2 separate regions of the Gossypium hirsutum genome follow, and region 2 is linked to region 1. The links are chromatin contacts, called in public Hi-C maps. All regions are on one chromosome and are shown on one strand. Each heading gives the region's core, a stretch centred on a gene start, on an enhancer-like site or on the middle of the called end of the contact. The rest is flanking DNA. Distances are from core to core; before and after follow the strand shown.

Region 1 (2,833 bases), core at 157-2,656:
TACACGTTTAGCCAGACAAGTTGTCTATTGTTTTGTATGTTGTCGCTAGCAAAGGCAGTTGTCACAACAACCACCGATCCTTTTCACCAATGCTCTCTACTTTCTCCATCATACATGACTGCAAAAGATAGACCAATAACCTGCTGGCAATCAAGTGCCCCCGTATCACAACTTTGTTTATATGCGTACATACGCACATACGGCTATATTTTTTTCAACTTTGTTCTATTATTAAACGACAAAATATTATAATGATCCTACAAAAAAACTTCGATTTTATCATCATCAATTTTTTCTTTATATATTTGGACTTTTGGTGTTGGATAGTCATATTAAATCTTGACTCTTAATGAACGAGCGAGCTATCTAGTAGTAATTTTGTGGGACCGCCTCCACAACGTAAAGCTCACGTGCATGAGGATACAGCAATAAAAGGGTGGTGTTTTATATGTATGAAAAGGAAATTCAAAACTTTCAAATTGAAACATCTTACGATTGATAAGAGGGAAAATAAATATGAATACTAGGGAAAATCATATTTAAAATAAAAAAATTATATTCACGTGTTTAATATTTGAGTATAAGCAGAGTATCTAATCTTTTAAATAATTAAAAATATTAGTGTCCGCAGTTAATCCGAATATAATTAAAACAGTTAAGTGGAATGCTAATAATGGTTTTGAAGGAGAAGATAAGACCTTGAGAATCGTAGAGGTTTACGTGTTGGGAGGAGAATAGATGAGGATAAGAAAGATGGCTAAATCGAAACCAAAAATACTTACAGACGAAGCTGGAAGCGACTTGGCCAATTCAACACTCCCAAGGGAACCTTCCAAATTTCGATCACAACCGGCGTTATCGCTCGTATGCTCCACCGCATAAACCAGCATCCCTCTGAAACCCTTGTCGTGGATTCTCCTCACACAGTCCGCCGCCTCCTCCGTCGTTTCACCCGCGCAGAAGTGTTGAAAGAACGTATGTTTAACTGTTTTCAATATAGCGTCACGTACCAAACTTGTTTCCATGAGCCTAGAATTCATAATCCACATGCCGAAATCTACGAACCGCTCGTTAGCAGCCAACCCGAGGTTGGCCGCTGAACGTAGTAGGTTCAAGGTAGGAATGGAACCAAAAAGCCTTTGGTGATCATCAAGGTCTAGGGTTGCGTTTGTAATTGATTCTTGTTTAAGGGAAGTCGGCTGTTTTTCAACAGCGGCGGGTTCAGGCTTTTCGTCAAAATTGAGAGGTGCAACGGCGGCGAGGGAAGCGGTGGAGGCTGAGTTAAGAAACCTAGTGAATGAGGGGAAGGTATTGAGGAGCTTTGGTGAGAGAAACTTTGTTGCCATAGAAGGGAGCGAGCGGACAATTAGAGAATATAGTTTTTGACTTGCAAGCTAAGTTATGGGAGTCTGAAACAAGAGGGGAATTTATAGACAAAAAATAATGTATCTCTAAATTATTTTACTTGGTAATATTGGTTACAGTTCTAACAATAATTCAAAAAGGAGGTTTCTTTTTATAATTATAAATAATAAATGTTTGTATATTTATAATTATAATTACATCCATAATTAAAATAAAGTGTTATAAAACACAATGGATTAAGAATTGGATAGAGAAAAAATTGAACCTATACACTCAAGGCCTCACAACTTTGCAAACTAAGGCGTGATTGGCAAATATGTTATTAAAGGATAAATCCTAAACAAGTTGACATATTGATGACTAAGAATGCAAAATCTCTATCTATCTAATTTATTAAAGCCGCCAATACATTTCATTTCTTGTCCCAAATTATATTTCGCTTTTTAAGATTAAATCTATTAAAATTTAAAATGTGATGAACGCATTAAATGGGACATGCTTATTAAATATGGGATACATGTTGGATGTCACCTAACATGTGACTGAGAGATTTAGAATAACTTACAACATTATAAGAAATTTGCTTCAATAATTGTTGCTAGAAATAGATTCAATTTCTAGTATTGCGAGGTTAGAACTTTAATCTAGTAAATTGCGTGGCTTTAGGCAATTGCTTGGGTTCAAATCTGCCTAAGTCAGTCTTACACTCGGAAAATGAGAATTCTAGCAGAAACTCTCTATAAGGCACCAAAGTAAATCAGAAGCAAACTCAAAACGAAAAAGTAACGAATGAATAAAAAAAGCCACTGAAAAATAGCACACACCGAGTGTTTTAGTATATGCTCTTAAAAGTATTCTATTACTTTGAAGATTTACAACTGAGTGAATACAAATGAATGAGGGGAAGGCTTCTATTTATAGTTGAGCTCCCCCAAATACAACGGTACATATCGAATTACATCGACAACTAAGATTCGTGCCTATCTACAAGATGAGAGTCTTAAGAGATATAAACTCTATACATCTTTCTCCTTTAGGATTTGCATTAATTACGCTAGTAACTCTAGTTTTACTTGAGTGCTTCACTGAGCTAACTAGACTTCAAGTAGATGGGCTTCTCCATACGTTCCATGAGTCGAGCTAGTTTATGCAGGGTAAATGAGCCACATTTGATCAATTGACCTCCATGGGATGTTTAGTGTCCAATGGTCACAGGCTTTAATCTGCGGCTCGTGACATTCTCCCCCACTCATTCTCGTGATGCTCTCATCACATCCTTAGAATGGAACTAGCTTAACTTGTCTCGAAATGGTCTTGATGCCTCAACTGATTCTCGACTAGTCTTTCTATTGGGTAGTTCTACGCCTTGAATTATATCTATTTCTTGTACATCTCGTTCGCAAATGTCCACTACTCTTACTTGCCCTCGTCATGACTTGTCTCGATCAGGATCCCCTTGATCCTCACA
Region 2 (3,093 bases), core at 588-3,087, 330 kb after region 1:
CAAATCCGGAGCCAGAAAAGGCAACTGAGGAAGCTCCACTACAGTCTAATTCAGTCCAAAATGGGGTTGAATCTATGGTAGGAGATAGGGATGAGATAATGACTGAAGTTGAGGCTGATATTGAAGAGATGACTATTGACGTGGATGCCTTCCAAGAGATGGTGGGACCATCAGAAGCAAATTCCACAGCAGCTGAGAATTCTTAGGTCGGTAAACACCTTAAAAGCTGAAAGTTTTTGGACCCGCATGTTGCTCATATACAAGTACACTAGAAAAAACTGCTTATTTCTTGAATGGTGACTACTTTGTTGCATTTATGTTACAATTTTGGAGAAACCTTGAGGAAGAAAGCAACGAAGGGTCTCAGATTTTGGTCCTTGAGGGGTTGAAACAAATATTTTCCTTTTGAGATATCTCCATGGATGCTGTATTTGTAAGATTGTCAACATGTCACAATGTCTTGTTGGCCACTGTAACAGTGACCATTTTAGCTTGTCAGTATTTTAATAGTTAGTTTGTTGTTGTGGCATGGTAGTTTGACACTCAATGATAATAAGCTCATTTATTGTGGTGATTCAGCCGACTCGATGCCTATTATTTTTCTGAATTTTCTGTCAATCTTTACAAGGAAGCACAATAATATGCCTTTGGCCCTCTTCATACGTGTCTCACCCGGTCTACCCCAACGCTTTGTTTCCATGCCTTGATCAATTCTCCAATTTTCTTTTTCCAATCAAAGAACACCCCCGAGGCAGGGCTACATTCAACACTCCTGCTCTGTACGCTTAGTACTAATGTAACGATTGATATCAGCAGCCAACAAAGACACAGCCGAGGATGGAGGTGCATCACACGTACTAAGCCTATTAAGCTCTGCTGAACCGCAGATCCGCAGCCTTATTGTGCTCACGTCCAATGTACCTCAAACGAACATCCGCTGTACCAGGCAAGTTTCAGACCCTCGTACAGAGCCCTTTCTTCTACGTGAAAAGCTGAGGACACCCCAACACCAACGGAGAAGCCTACAACACAGTCAATTAAAATCAATAGAACTGCTGTTCATTCGAGCCGATAGCGAACCGTTGACATTAAACCTTCACCCATTGGTTGAAATGAAATATTTCCAATTTTTTGTGGTTCAACTGTCTTAAAAGTTATCCAAAAATCAATTTTGAATGATGAAATTCAGTTTAAACAATGCAGGGCTATCTAAACCATGGTTAGTATAAATTTGTATATAAGCACGTTATAAAATCTTTAATGCCAATTTTATTTGGATCAGGTTGGTTGATTCGGAAATTGTGGTTGGATTAATTTAACTAGTGATATATAATCGAAAATAAAACAAATTGTTGTTACTGGTAGAAAAAAATATTTGTTTAACCAGTTGTAATTATTAAAGAATAATATTTGATACACAGTTGATGCAAAAATTCTATATCCTACCAATGATTCACAATTTATCACATCATTAATGAACAAAACATTAAAAAATTTGAATGACTTTTTAATAAATACTTAAAATTTTATTTAAACATAATTGATTATAATTCTCCTTTTATAATTTTATCATCTTCTTCCTCCTTATTTATTGGCTAAAAAAGAAAATGCTTTAGAGTTCATTCAATTTTAGAAAATTTATTGAAATGTATATGATTAAAAATTGAGTTTGGAGTTAAAATTGAATTAAAGTGAAGAATTAATCGAAAAGAGAAGTAGTTATCTTAAATTTTTTTATTTTATTTTAAAGTCCGTAAGCTTTTTAAAAAAAAAAACTCAATAATAATATGAATATTATTTTTTAAAAAAGTTTCTTCAGCAGAAGATTTATTGAAGCAAGGGAGTAAAAGAGTCTAAAGCTTCCATTAAAATATCAAAAAATAACTTTTTAGTAAAAAATGGGAGCTTAAAAGAGATGTGGATGAATCCGTGTAGAGGTAAAAAAGATTAAATAAATATATTAATTAAAAAAAAGCGGTTTTGGGTGTCGGAATGCTATTAGTAAAACAAAATTGCTACTAGAGCTAGCTGCTGAAGTGATAGCGCTAGCAAGTTTACTGGAAAACCCTAGAAACCAGCGGCTCTTTCTTCAATTTTCACTTCTTTTGGCGGCGGTAACTCAGAGGTATGCTCTTCTTCCTCTAAATCTTCGATTCGATCTTCTTTGCCTTCTCTTCTCATCTCTGCCTTTCGATCTGTTATTGATGCTTCAAAAGATTTGGAGGATAATATGTCAACTTCACCTATGGATCTTGTTATTCATAAGAATTTACGATAATACATAGTTAATCCATAATAAAATTAGAAATAAATCTGCCTGATCTTTCCTTATTTCTGATCTTATCCGGATTGGGATTGGTATTGATATAGATATAATATGTTTGAGGTGGGATTTTAATTTTTGGTAATACTTATTATATATGGAAATAGCATTTCTTGAGCATGAGTATTGTTAATTTACATGATTTCGATTGGATAATAATCAATTTAACGTGGCGCCTTCGGATTCGCTTAACTGACTAATATTACCACGGCCTTCCCCCTCACCACTTCTTTTAATCCAATAGGGGTAATTCTCTGAGCTATATCTGTGTTACCGTGTATATCTAATCTGACAGTTTTATGTATGAATATCCTGTTTCTCCATTTGCACCATTATCATTGCCTATGCACCGGGACATCTTTTATATGGACATGTGTTTGAATTTAGCACCAAGGGTTGAATAGTGGAAGGGTAGATGGAGGAGAGTGGAAAAGGGAAAAAAACTGAAAAGAAAATATAAAGCTGATTATTTTTTACCCTTAATGATCAAAACAAATCGTAATCTAAATTGGAAAAAGGGAATTGGTATGAATCAGAGGTTGAACTGGTAATAATGAGTTGGACCGAGTTGCTTGTGAATTGGTATGAATCAGAGGTTGAACAGTTTTCTTTTATTTTTTAAATATTTTTAATTTTATGATTTTTTTAATAATTTATTTAATTGAACTAAACAATCCAATTATAGCAGTATAATCAGTCGGACTAGAAATTGCTGGTTTGATTGATTTGAGCAGTGATCCAGTTTTGAAAACCCTGAAAATTAATAAAGT

Evidence for each region. A called contact is a pair of places that touch in the nucleus more often than the background predicts.
Region 2: a Hi-C map of hypocotyl shows a contact between it and region 1, with 2.6 times the contacts expected there. The contact joins the promoter of LOC107952787 here to the promoter of LOC107962246 in region 1. A contact is called at or near these places in 2 of 34 Hi-C or Micro-C datasets (hypocotyl and leaf).

Annotation. Positions count from the first base shown.
Region 1 is chrA07:81,121,334-81,124,166 of Gossypium_hirsutum_v2.1, forward strand. LOC107962246 (proline dehydrogenase 2, mitochondrial) reads right to left here and starts at 1,407. Exons shown (of 4, transcript XM_016898564.2): 1 at 783-1,407. The coding sequence starts at 1,346.
Region 2 is chrA07:81,445,922-81,449,014 of Gossypium_hirsutum_v2.1, forward strand. LOC107952787 (eukaryotic peptide chain release factor subunit 1-3) reads left to right here and starts at 1,838. Exons shown (of 2, transcript XM_016887962.2): 1 at 1,838-2,125. LOC107955772 (serine/threonine-protein phosphatase 4 regulatory subunit 2) reads left to right here. Exons shown (of 8, transcript XM_016891576.2): 8 at 1-574. The coding sequence ends at 206.